2 separate regions of the Mus musculus genome follow, and region 2 is linked to region 1. The links are chromatin contacts, called in public Hi-C maps. All regions are on one chromosome and are shown on one strand. Each heading gives the region's core, a stretch centred on a gene start, on an enhancer-like site or on the middle of the called end of the contact. The rest is flanking DNA. Distances are from core to core; before and after follow the strand shown.

What was found. Hi-C and Micro-C count contacts between places; a contact is called where the count stands out from the background.
Region 2: a contact with region 1 is called in a Hi-C map of B cells, with 6 read pairs. The contact joins the promoter of Timm10b here to the promoter of Trim5 in region 1. A contact is called at or near these places in 1 of 39 promoter capture datasets (pre-B cells), 1 of 484 Hi-C or Micro-C datasets (B cells) and 1 of 9 other capture datasets (adipose tissue).

What each region holds. Positions count from the first base shown.
Region 1 is chr7:104,284,793-104,291,354 of GRCm38.p6, forward strand. Trim5 (tripartite motif-containing 5) reads right to left here and starts at 3,314. Exons shown (of 8, transcript NM_001310602.1): 1 at 3,289-3,314.
Region 2 is chr7:105,636,785-105,643,346 of GRCm38.p6, forward strand. Timm10b (translocase of inner mitochondrial membrane 10B) reads left to right here and starts at 3,661. Exons shown (of 3, transcript NM_019502.3): 1 at 3,661-3,838; 2 at 3,978-4,073; 3 at 4,244-5,062. The coding sequence starts at 3,809. The coding sequence ends at 4,420. It overlaps Arfip2 (ADP-ribosylation factor interacting protein 2), which reads right to left and starts at 3,632. Exons shown (of 8, transcript NM_029802.4): 1 at 3,461-3,632; 2 at 2,541-2,681; 3 at 2,225-2,321; 4 at 1,425-1,543; 5 at 1,035-1,256; 6 at 337-494; 7 at 27-201. The coding sequence starts at 2,639. It overlaps Gm22504 (a small nucleolar RNA gene), which reads right to left and starts at 5,692; the gene lies at 5,554-5,692.

The DNA of each region.
Region 1 (6,562 bases), core at 2,064-4,563:
TGATCCTGCAATAGAGAGATTCAATCAATACGATACATGATCAAGCAAAAAGTCTATCAACTTGAAATCAGCCCACTTAAAAGAATCATACAAGCTGGCCAGTGGTGGTGCACACCTTTCATCCCAGCACTTGGGAGGCAGAGGCAGGTGGATTTCTGAGTTCGAGGCCAGCCTGGTCTACAAAGTGAGTTCCAAGACAGCCAGGGCTACACGGAGAAACCCTGTCTCCAAAAACCAGAAAAAACAATCAAACAAACAAACAAAAAAGAATCATACAAACCCAATCAACCAACCAACCACCAACAAAAACAAACAGTAAGACAAAAGCAAATACCCTAATATACCCTACAAAGAAACAAACAAACATGGAATCCATCTGTGTTGACCAACTACTCCTGGGCATGGGGCTTACCTTGGAGGGTCATTGATATACCCAGCAACACATCATTGGAGAAACCTGATTTTTAAATTTTAAGAGAGTAGGCATGAAATTGGGTGAGTAATAAGTAGTTGGGGAAGGGGAAAAATATAATAAAAGAATTTAAAATGTTTTTAAAAATAAAAAGATAAATAAATGAATACCATCACTCCTACAGTGTCATGTCAAAGACAGAGGTCATGACAAGAACAAAGATGATGATTTATGGGGCATTATTTAGAAAATCAGTATACTTCTTACGAGTGTTCCACAAGAAGATGAAGCAGGGGCTGGTGAGATGGCTCAGTGGGTAAGAGCACCCGACTGTTCTTCTGAAGGTCCGGAGTTCAAATCCCAGCAACCACATGGTGGCTCACAACCATCTGTAACAAGATCTGATGCCCTCTTCTGGAGTGTCTGAAGATAGCTACAGTGTACTTACATATAATGAATAAATAAATCTTAAAAAAAAAAAAAAAGAAGATGAAGCAGAAAAGAAAGCAGAGAGGATGTCATTAAGGAACTGATCTTGAACTGCCATAGGACACTCCCACCAATGACAGCAGCATACGCATGGAGAGCATTGTTCTGGAAGGATCATCTGAAGGGCCACAAAAGAGGTTTTAATAAAGTATCAAGAGTGAAATTATATGAAACATCTTTTGTAACCACAATGGTATGAAATTAGAAATCATCAAAAGAGAGATTTGGAAAAAAATTTCACAAATATGGAAATTATACACCATTCTCTAAACCAATGAGCAAAGAAGAAATCAAAGGGAGGTTTTTGAAAAATGAAATGACGATGGATGCACACACCTCAGCATTCCACTCTATGCTCCAGACAGTCTAAGAGGGGAGCACACATCTCAGCAAATTCAGCAGTCTAGATAGTCTAAGAGGGAAGCCTGCTGGGACTACATTAAACAAAGAAACATTATCTCAAGTAAATAACTTAATACTTGGCCTGAGGCAAGTAGACAAAAAATAACTAAACCAAAAGTTATCAGAAGGGAAGAGAAAGCTGATGAGAAAGACCCAAGGAAAATGTAATGAATAATCTGAGCTGTTGTTCTTTGTCTCTGTCTCTGTCCTTCTCTGTCTCTCTCTCTCCCTTCCCTCGCCCCACTCCCTCTCTCATTTTGGGAGCAGGGTTTTACTATGTAGCCCTGGCTGTTGTGGAGCTCTCTATGTAGACCAGGTTGGCCTAGAACTCACAATGTTCCTCTTGTCTCAGCCTTCTGAGTACTGGAATTAAAAGCATGTGCCCAGCTGCTCATAGTTCTGGTCTTTAAGACAATATGTAAGAAAAGAAAGGAAACAGATTCATAGCCACACTAACAGAGAAAGAGAGAGAAAGAGAGAGAGAGAGAGGGAGAGAGAGAGAGAGAGAGAGGGAGGGAGGGAGGGAGGGGAGGGGAGGGAGGGGAGAGGAGGGGAGAGGAGGATAACTCAAGCAAATTCAAGAATGAAAGCACTGGCTTATGAACAGGGACAAGAACCAATTGTTGAGAAAGCAAAACCCACAAAATCAACCTTGACAGGATGTCTTCTGGGCACCTAGATCAGCTTGAGCAAAGCCATGATATCCCTAATCACACATCTCTCTCTCAAACTTTTTTTTTTTAATTTGACATTTTTAACATCAAACAAAAATTTAATTTTCATTCTTTAAAGGTAGAAAGAGGCTGTTGCAGTCATGTGCTCCTGACACTACAGAGACTTGGAAGTGGGGCTGTCAGAAAAGCTGGAGACCAGTCTGGGCAACATAAAACATATCCTCTCTCCAAGAAACCTTACAAAAGCTGGCACTTCGGGGAAAATCTTCAGATGTGTCATTGGAGCATGCTCATAGTAGTTTTCCCATCTTCAAACACCCCTTCCCCTCTGCGTGGGAACTGAACCCAAAGCTTGAAAAGTACCCTATCACTGAACTAAGTCACAGATGTCTTTTAAAAAAATATTCTATGAATGAGTCTTATTGAGTTGCTGATGATGGCCATCAATTTATAATCCTTCTGCCTCCTGTGTATCTGGAATCTCAAGCTGGGCTGAAGTTTATATTGGTATGGAGAAAATATCTGAAGGAGAAGGAAATAGCTGAAGTTATTCCCGGGCTTGGGACTGTCAAACAGGGTCGGTGATTAAATAACAGGCTCTCAGTCTCTGGTACTAAACTGAGAGAAACTCTGGGACTCTTAGAGGAGTATTTTGCAACTTTCTTAATGCTTCAACTCTTTAGAAAACTTCCTCGTGTTGTATTGACCCCAACCATAAAACTGTCGTCTTTGCTACCTCTTAACTATATTTTTCTATTGTTGTGAATCATAATATGAATGTATGACATGCGAGATATCTAAAGTGAAACTCCCGTGAAAAGGTCATTCAAACGGGTCCGATCCGGTAAAGAACCAAAGCTCTAGAGTATGCGGAAGTACCACTTTATCAAACAAAAACGCTTTAAAAAGCAGAGGCTCTGATCCAGCTTTGCTGCCTGAAAAAAGAATGACTGTCATAGACAACAATGTTCTGGATCTCGTCGACAAGGTACAATTCAAAATTACAGATTGTGAATCGGAAGGGGGAGACTAAATCTGGACAACAGGCATCTTTAAAGTAGTTTTTTTTTTGTTGTTGTTGTTGGTTTTTTGTTGTTGTTGTTGAGGAGGCACCTCCCTCAAGCTCCCCCATTTGCATTTTCAAACAGAGGCCAGTAGCCCCTCCCCCTTCCCCTCCCCCGCTTTTACAGGATAAACTGACCCAAGCAAAAGCAATGTTCTCCTTTCAAAGTCTTCAAAAGTCTGCCCCCTAAAATTGCTCAGCCCGTTATCAGACGCCAGAAAGTTGTAAACCAGGGAGAATTAACTCACCAATCCAGAACTTCAAGGTATTTCCGGCTAAAATCTAGAGAAAGGAAAGTTTGAGCTCTGGAAATGAAACAGAAACCACAACTCTACAGACCAATGAGATGCCTTTGCATAAGCCTGCAGAACCCCACTGACTGAGGAAGTTACCCTCATATCAGCATTGGCTGGCTCTGGAAACTGGGGAGGAGTTATGTGCAGAGCCAGGCAGAAACACCTCACCACCCTCACAGCAGAGAGTAATGAGCTGTAGAGGGCTCACCAGCTGCCCCATGGTCTCCTCCAGATTATGTATTATGTGGCTGAACGAACAGACTTAGTCCTTTTCCAGTGCTGATCTGATCCACCCATTCATTTCCTCCCTTTTAGGAGTCCCTCACCAGAATGTCTTGGAGGTTCCTATTTGGCTTAGAGGTGTATTGAACACCTATATAGTGACTCAGCACTAATGGATTAGAAGGGGGAAATCTGTAGAGCTGGGAATGAGGTTCAGTTGACATAGTGCTTACCTATCAAGCATGGAGCACTGGGATGGTCCTCAGAAGTGTACAAAACCAGCTGTGGTGGCCCCTGCGGTCTATCTTCCTTACTCTTCTACTGCTCTGATAAATACCATGACTAGGACAAGTTACAAGTAGAGTGTTTAATTTGGCACACACAGTTCCTATGGGTTAGAGTTCATGACCACCACAGTGGAGAGCCTGATAACAGGCAGGGAGACACGGTGCTGGAGCAGAAAGTGAGAAGTCACAACTGGAGACACAATCTTGACAGAAACCTGAGGCAGAGAGAGAATGGTGGTGTTGGTCAGAATCTATTGAATCCTGAAAGCTTGCACCCATGCCATACCTTCTCCAAGAATGCCACACCCCTAATCTTTCCTGAACAGTGTCCTGATAGCTGAGAGCCAAGTATTCAAAAGATCTTAGCCTTTGGGGCCATGGTTATTCAAACCGGCACAGGAAGCCACTGCCTTGCAGCTGGCTGCATGAGGATCAGGAGGTCAAAGCCATCCTCAGCCATGGTGACTGACATCAGGATGGCGTGGGAAACACCTGAAGCTTTCCAAAGAAAAAAGGAAGGGAGAAAGAAAGAGAGGAATCAATCAATAAATCACAAATTAATTAAAGAAAGTCAGTTGTGTGAGTGAATGTTGGAGAAGCCACCATCACCTGTCTCATCCCCTTTCCTGTTTGCCTCTCTAATTATTTCCCTACATTCTCTGATCTACTGATATATGGAATGATGAGTGACAGCAGACATAACTCTGTAGTTTGAATTTATTTCATATACTTACAACTGTCTTATACTCTTCTTCCTTTCAGATAGACTGACCCTAAATGAGCTCTAGCTCCCTTAGCCTCCCTAGTGCTGGGATCATGAACTTTTGCTGTTGTTGTTTAGTTTGACTTTTGACTTCAGTGATTGAACCACGGTCCTTGTGGATGCTGGGCTAGTGCTCTATCCATAGCTATACACTTACCTAAATTTCATATCTTGATGAGGTCATAAGCCTCACTGTTGTTCTTGCTGTGGACACAATTGCTTACAAACAATGCTTTGATGTTCCAAGTCTTCTGAAATGTTAATAGTTATGAAAAACCCTCTAACATTTCTTTTGAGGCAGGGATTTAGTCTATATTCAAGCCTGGCCTAGAACTCACTAAGGATTTAGAGTGTTTAGGATAGTTTCTAATTCCTGGGAATATTCCATCAAACCCTTGAGTTCAGGGATGAGAGGCAAGAACTACCATGTCTCTGCCTTTTCTACATTTTACTTAAGGCTTTCTCTGTTTCTTCCTAAGGCCTGTTTGGGAATTAAAACTATTAAATACCCAGACTATGATCTAACTCTGCATGAATGTTCTCTGTAGGCAGAATTCCACTCCCAACTCTGCAAAGATTAGACTTTACATTTAGTCTGCCATTACCCTCTGACCTCAGTGAAAAGGATGAAGGTGACCAGGTGAGCAAAGCACTGGCCACACTTTCAGTGAGCAGTGCTACCATGTGTGTGATTCTAACTGTGTGCAATACACATTGACATTTATTTCTAACAGAGGAAAGGGATTCCCATGGAACACGATTTGAGAGGAAATATTAAACAAAAAGAATTTTGAAGATCTATTAATTTGAACATTTTTTCTTAAGTATAAGTGTAGATTTATAATTTGATAAAAGTAAAAACACTTGTGAGTTTATATTCCAGGTATTCTCATTCTTCAAACAAAGCATGGCCACGGTTTTGAATGGGCTGCTGCATCCTCTGCCAGCTTGTGATGCAGCATCTGGATTGTACTTGCTGCCCTGTAAGTGCTCTCTCTTGCATTTTTCACACAGACAGCTGCTCTAAGGGGACTGAGTCCTCAGCAGCTGCCTTCCATGAGCCACACTAGCCTAAGTGAGTCTCCATGAAAGGGTGACCTGTCCAGTGTCACCTGGCTGTTCTAAGTCCTTCCTGGACATTAAAGAGCCTGGCTGCAGGCTCTTGCTGTGAATTCTCCACCACCCCCAACCCTGATGCCCTGCCAAGATCCCTTCATTCAATCTTCTCTGGTGCTGTGGCCTCAACTCCTCTGGGAACCACAACCTATGATGTGTCTTCTCTATCTCTGTCTGTTTATGTCAATATGAATCTTTAAATACACTCTGATTCCCCAGTAATCCTTCACAGTGTCCTCTTGAACTTCCTCACTTATCTGAAACCTAGCACATTTCCTTTTAAAGGTGTTGAGTTTTGGTCTGTTGCTATGTATTGTAAACCTCAACATAAAAGCAGACCAAACCAAACCAAAGCAAGGTCTTCCTGTGTACTGAGCCTGGCCTCAGATGCACAGAAATCTACCTGTCTTTGTCTCCTGAGTGCTGTGATTGTATCAAAACCATCATGACAGGATCTATTCATTAATCTCAATAATACTTTACTATAGCCACATCGAAAGGAAGACAAAACAGATAACATATTGAATACAACTTACATTCCAGAAAACAGGTCCTAGAAACATCCTATTGTTTACATTTCACAACACAACTGAAGGGAGTATTATTGGTATTATTATCATCATTATCATTCACTGTAAAATGGCAAATTATAGAATTTAACTTATTGATAAAAATGTAGCTAAACCACAAATACCCTCTCAAAAAATAAGAGTGAAATTTTAAAAATTAATTTATAGATATCTACAACATATTACAGTAGCCTTGATGGCAGTTCCCAGGACCTAACAGCAAGACAAGAGGAGAGTTACATCTCAGTTTCCCCAGTGACCCACTGATG
Region 2 (6,562 bases), core at 2,411-4,910, 1.4 Mb after region 1:
TTAGGACCAAGGGAGTAGGGCAGCACCTTGTTTTCTTCCAGGAACTTCAGCTTGATGGCCACATCTCCCCGCAGCTTCTCATATTTGTCCCGATGGGTCTGGAAAGTGGCCTGGGCACTCTCAAGTCGACCACGAGTCCCTGCATCCCGGGGCCCTAGGCTCAGCTCTTCTAAGTCTGTCCGGTAGGCATCATATTCCAGCCTGGGAAGGGGGTGATAAAGGCTGGTCTCCACCTCTTCATCCACACTCATATTTCCTTTCCTTTCTGAATCTGTATGCCCCTAATGTTTGCATTTTCACCCATGCCAGCCAACTTCCCAAACCGTGGGCCCACACCTGGCAGCCTCATACTGTTTGACAGTCATGAGTGTGTCTTCCATGGTCTTGGTGACCAGTGTGTTGATGCTAGAGACAAAGAAGTTCACAGCCCCTAGCAGCGTCTCCCCATTCTTGCACAGCAGCTTTTGTGTCTCTGCATTATAGCCAAATTCCTCCTAAGGGCAGAAGGGAGGCACAGGCATTGAGTAACACTCCTTACCTGACTGCAGCTGTAGAGCCCTTCATATCCCTCCATCCCAAAGAAGAAACAGCCATCAAAACTACAACAACCAGACTGCCTCTAGCAAGGCTCTCTTAGCCACAAAGTTAGTAGGGTCCCTTGGCGATGCCTGAGGTAAGAGTGTGGGGAGTACGAGTTCTTAGGTGAGTTTACAAGACAGAACACGGAGAGCTAGTGCAGCAGGCAGGGAGGGAATCTGATTAGGCCAAGCACCAAAGGCATTCTTGATGATGTGGAGACAGGTTACTTATGAGGTACTGGTGAGCCCTCTCCCACAACCCTTCCAACTTCTGGGCCTCTGTACAAACCCTTAGGCTGCCTCCATAGGTGAGTGATGCTGGGGGCAGGACTGGGCGCACCCCAGAGGGGTTCTCCCTGGGGGCTGCAGGAGGGAGGGAGGGAGGGAGGCTGAGGAAAGCCTGCCTGGAAGGACCAGGGCCCAGTACCCCCACCCTCTTTGTTTTGGCTGAGGCACCTGAAGCTCTGGGGACTTCTGGCTGAGGTCAGCAAAGGCATCACCTAGTGCATGCTGGGTCTGCAACAGGCTGTAGAGGTGGGCTGTCAGTGCCCGGCCCAGCTGCAGGACACTTTCATACTTGCGCTTCGTCTCACGCAGCAACTCAATCTGCAGCTCTAGCTCCAGATCCACAGTCCGGGAGCCTCGGCCAAATCTCTCTGATAACAGCTGCTTTGTGCACTGATTGGAAGGGGGGGGGGGTGAGGTCAGAAATCTAAACTCCACCCCAACAATGAACTACTCCAGCACCCCCGTTCTCTTAGTCATAGCAAAGACTACACAGTAAGACCTGGGGAAAGGGAAAAGGTCCCCACGGAGAATTTCTGAGGAGAAGCACTTGAATCTTACCTTATATGTGTTGATGCCCCATTTCTTGACGATGTCAAACTTTTCTCCAGCGATGCCCCGGGCCACCTCGTCACCAGGGCCAGAGGGTGACGTGCTGTGAGATGGATGTCGGCCAGACCCTAAAGGACCAAGTTCTCTGACACCAGTTTCTCTTAGATAAAACCATACACTTCTGTGGCTCACTCCTCCCCCCCACCCCCCCAAACACACGAAATGACCTCTCTGAAGAAGGACTATCTAGACAGACAACTGCATTCTTCTGGTCACTAGGGGGAACAAGGACTCATGTCCTGACAACCAAATCAATTCAATGTATGTATCTGGCATTCTTGGAGTAGGGTAGGAGTGTTGTTGGTGTACGAGATAAGCGGGAATAGAAGCAAACATGACATGTGCGATTGGCAGGATCAAAGATGGTGAACACAGAAAAACAGAGAAGTTGGCTTATATTTCTAGGTAGAATTCTAGCCAGTAAAAGAGTCTAAAATGAAACTCTGAGAAGCCTCACAAAGCTCCAAACTGGCCTTAAGCTCCTGAGTGCTCATAACCTTAAGGTCTTAACTTGGCTCAGATGGTGGCGGCAAGGAGGAGAAGACGAGTGAGATTATCTTCGAGACTGACTGGCCAGTGGGAGGCAGATGGGCAACTCTGGGAGCTGGCCTGGGACTGGACTGTCTATGAACTTCACACCAGCAGTTCGCAAGCTCTCCAGTCCAGGAGTCAAGCTTTCCTGTATGTGTCTATGTGCCTGCAAACTGTCTCAACACCCCACCCCTCAAGCCTATCTCTATCATTCATACCTGTGGGGATGAGTCCGTCACCAGAGCCCCCATAGCCACCAGACACAATGCTAGTTTCATTGAGGTTGGGTCCTGACACCATCACCTGCTGGAGGTCCTATAGGTCAGAGAAGAGGGGGGCACCTCAGGAACACAGGGATGGATGAAACATTTTGGGGACGGAGACAGTGCATAGTAAAGTCTGTACAGAACCATAAAGAAGATTTGAAAAGTATGAAGGAGTTTAGTTAACTGAAGGCTACCGGGACAGGGGAAATTAAAGGTTTATAAGTCAGGAATGTATAACAAAACAATGAGAAGAATCAAACAGAAGCACCTGCTCCAGCCCATCGTCTTCAGGAAGCTGCCCAGCTTCGCCATTTCCGTGGATGGGAATCTCCATTGTGGCTGCCTTCCCTAGAATCCCGTCCGTCATGGCTAGGGAAGGGACTGGAGTCAAGGTCTCCACCCCAGCACGCTGTAAAGCCCAACACAGACAATTCTGGAAACTGGCCAGCACTCCAGAACAAGGAGGCCTTCCCTGTGTTCTCAGAGGTTTCAGGGGTTGTCTTTGGGCTTGGGTGTCCTGGGATCAGCCACCACGGCTTTCCTTGAGTTTGTGTGTTTCTTCTCTTCTGAGGACATTATCTCTACAGATGCATGCATACCAAAGCCTCGGGTGTCTTCTCATAACCCCCCTACCTCGCCTTCAGTAACCATTCATGCATTCAGTCATTCAACAACTATCTAGTGAGTGTCTATTATGAGTGAGATACTGAGGCAATGGGATTATAGCAGTGAGGACCAGAGGGGAGGTCTATGCTCTCTGGGAACTTAACCCTGCAGAGGCAATGTTTACCAGAACCCTTTCCTAGGCTCAGACTCTCACTTGCCACTCAGGCATGCTCTACAATCCTGGTCTTTCACATTCTTTGGTGTTCCTTCCCCTCTTCCTTCAGCCGGTCTGGGCTCTTCCTTTCTCCATCTCATGCACCTGACTCCCTTAGGCCCTCCCCAGCAGGCCTTGGTTGAAGCAGTTAGTGAATGTTCCTGGTGTCAGGTGAAAGGCTCTCTTTCCCAGGACACGGGCAATCCCTTCCAAAGTCAGCTGAAGCCTCCCAGATGTGAGGGGCTCCCCCCACCCCCATACACCTGGGCATCAGGTGTGTCCTCATCCTTGCCAAGGGCTCAGGGCATTTTGCCCTCAGTACAGGTTCGTGCGTTCAACTTCCCTTCGTCCAAGTATGTCCTTCTCACCTGGGCCGGGCCGCTCTTCCCCTCAGGGCGCGAGGCCCGGACCGCGCGGGGACCTCGGGTTCCAGTTCTCGTCGCGATCCTAGCAGCAGGTCAGAGATTTGGCGGAAGTGACATGCTCTCTGGGCAGAAGAAGCCGGCCACGTCGCAGAGAAAAAGGGCGGAAGTGACGTTTGCAGTTGTGGGCAGGACGAGCCTGGAGCTACGCCTTCAAGCTCTTGGGGAGTAGTGAGAGTTTACTTCCGGGGCGACTCTGAGAGCTCTAACCTCCCCCCTCCGCCCCCCCAACCCCGCGCCACCCTGCCACCCCGCCACGGGCGGAAGTGACTAGGGCTGTGCGCCCTTGGCGTGATGGAGCAGCAGCAGCAGCAACTGAGAAACGTGAGTGAGAGCGCAGTTGCTCTCTGGGTTAGACGTGCAGTTTGTTTCCAGGGGTACACGCAAGAACCCGAGGGGGAGACGGGCTGTGCATCCCGGGGAGCCTTAGCGGTGGTGAAGTCGTGGTTCCCTTTTCTCTCAGTTGCGAGACTTCCTGTTGGTCTACAATCGGATGACAGAACTGTGTTTCCAGCGCTGTGTGCCCAGCCTGCACCACCGAGCTCTGGACGCTGAGGAGGTGGAGACAGTGTGGGGGTCCCAGAGTTGACAACGTGACGTGACACCCTCCCCCAGCCCCCCATCTTCTCCCTCTTTCTTGACCTCACTCCTAGGCTGGGGACCGGGAAGGAAGGAGGCGGGCTTGACTGGACCCCTTTTAGTTTCTACTTCCCTCCGTCTTCCTTCCAGGAGGCCTGCCTGCACAGCTGTGCTGGGAAACTCATCCATTCTAACCACCGCCTCATGGCCGCTTACGTGCACCTCATGCCCGCCCTGGTCCAGCGCCGCATCGCGGACTACGAGGCTGCCTCGGCCGCGCCAGGTATTCCTGCAGAACAGACCAGAGACTCGCCATCAGGCAGCTAGCCGTCCCTGGCCCCTGGAGAGAAGGTGCTTGGATGGGCTCCTCTATGGACCTTGGGCTTATCTAAATGTGTACAGAGAGATTGAGCTTGAAAGCTGGGTGCTGTTGCTCCTTTTCTTGGAGCCAATAAACCCGTTTTTACAGTCTGGTTATTTGTCTATGGGTACCAGCCTTTATTCTGTCATCTAGTGCATGTGTACTGCCTTTAGCCCTGGAGGTTGATGTAGTGCCTTCTTATGTGTAGAAGGACAAATTCAGCATTCCCAGCACCCCAGCAAAAGCAGGGATTATGGGTAGAGCTTTAAGGTTAGTAATAGCAATGGGAAATTGGTTCCAAAAGGAGAGCTCTCAGTGGCTGTCCTTGGGACTAACTCAAGGACCTGAATATACATTGACTCATAACTAGTTTTTATTTTCAGCTGTCAAAAAGAATTGCTGTGAACCTAGGGGAAGAAGGTAAAACCAAACAACAAAAGCAGGAAGAAAACTCTACCCCCTTAGGCTTTAGCCACTGCTTCCTAGGAGGTCAGTGACAACAGAACAAAGACAAGCCTCTAAGAATTCAGGAATGTTGACCATTTCCCCAATTTACTCTCTTAGTACTTCCTGCCTTTGTGAAATTAGCAATAAAGACTTTAAACAAAGAAGTGCTTTCTTGTCTTCAGAGTCAGTCAGGAAGGCAGCATTGGTCAAACCTCAGGAAGAGAACTCGAGGGAGAGGGAGATGGTGTTAGGGAGGGATGGTTAAATGCCATCTGTGCCCCTCCTCTTCGGGTTTGACTGCTTGTCTAATCTAGTTTCAGCTCTCTACCCTGTGCCTTACACTAGTCTCACTGTAACTGCTCTGATGCCAGCTTCTCTATTCTTGTTTCATTACTCCCCACCCCCTCTTGTGGGATTCACATGTGTATTCAGGAGGAGTCCTTTCCTGGCAGCTGCCGGTTCTGTGACTTCATTCCTAGTGTGGAGATGGGGAAGGAAGGAGGATGTGGCATGTACCACCTTGTGGGGCTTCAAGGATGACAGCCTGCAGGGCAAGCGACAGCATGGGGTCTGCATTTATTACTGTTTTACAGGAGATGGAGCACAAGTACTTGTGCTTGCCAGGCAAGAACTTTTTTTTTTTTTTTTTTTTTAATGTCAGGCTATAAACCATTCTTAGTGCTCAATGGCTTCTGGACACTGAGCATAGAAAGAGCCACTTGCTCTTTGCCCCAATGTCACAGGCAGGGCTGAGCAGCTAGGCCAGGTCTGTGGTGCTGATCTAGGACAGCATCTTCAGGGCAGCAGGCAGGAACTTGTAACAACTAAGCTCCCCACTTCCTCTTCACTGCTTCCCGTAATTCCATCCCATCCCTTCCCTTCCAGTATTGCATCAGGTGACCAGCTTTCTTTTTTCTTTTTTCTTTTTTTTAAACAGAGGAATTAAATTCCTCGTCAAAACCAACTATTCACAGAGCAGATTTGCAGAGCAGATTTGCTGTCCTACCCCCCACCTATAGGTCAGAAATAGGCATCTATTTATTTATTTATTTATTTATTTATTTATTTAGAGATGTGGTCTCATGTACCCAAGGCTGACCTGGAAATTGTAACTAAAGATGACCTTGAACTCCTGGTCCTTCTGCCTCTACCTCCCAAGTGTTGGCCAGCCAAAAAGTTGAAAATCTTAGTTGATTCCATATTGAGAGGCAGATCTTGCTCCAAGGCTTGTTATACATGCCTGTAATCCTTAACAGGGCAAGAATTGTAAGTTTGGAAGCAGTCTGCACTGTTAGATCAAGACTCTACCAATAAAGTGCAGCTGGAACATTAAGCCTGATATTCTTTGCACTACAGCAGGCTGTTTCTCTAAATCGTGTCTGTTGAGTTATTTTGTATAAATTTATCATACTTACTCCTTTTAATTGTGAAACTAGGAGGTATTATTTTTCACTAGACAGGTAAAGAAGCAAGAAAGCAGACCTTAGGAGAGCCCTGTCTTACACAGTTCTTGGAAAGCAGATTTTGGTGTGTCACTTTCCTTTCTTTTCCTTTCCTTTCCCTTTTCTCTTTTCTTTTCTTTTCTTTTCTTTTCTTTTCTTTTCTTTTTTTCATTTTCCTTTTAGGTGGTTTTGCCGTGGACCCATTGGCCTTCAGCTTGT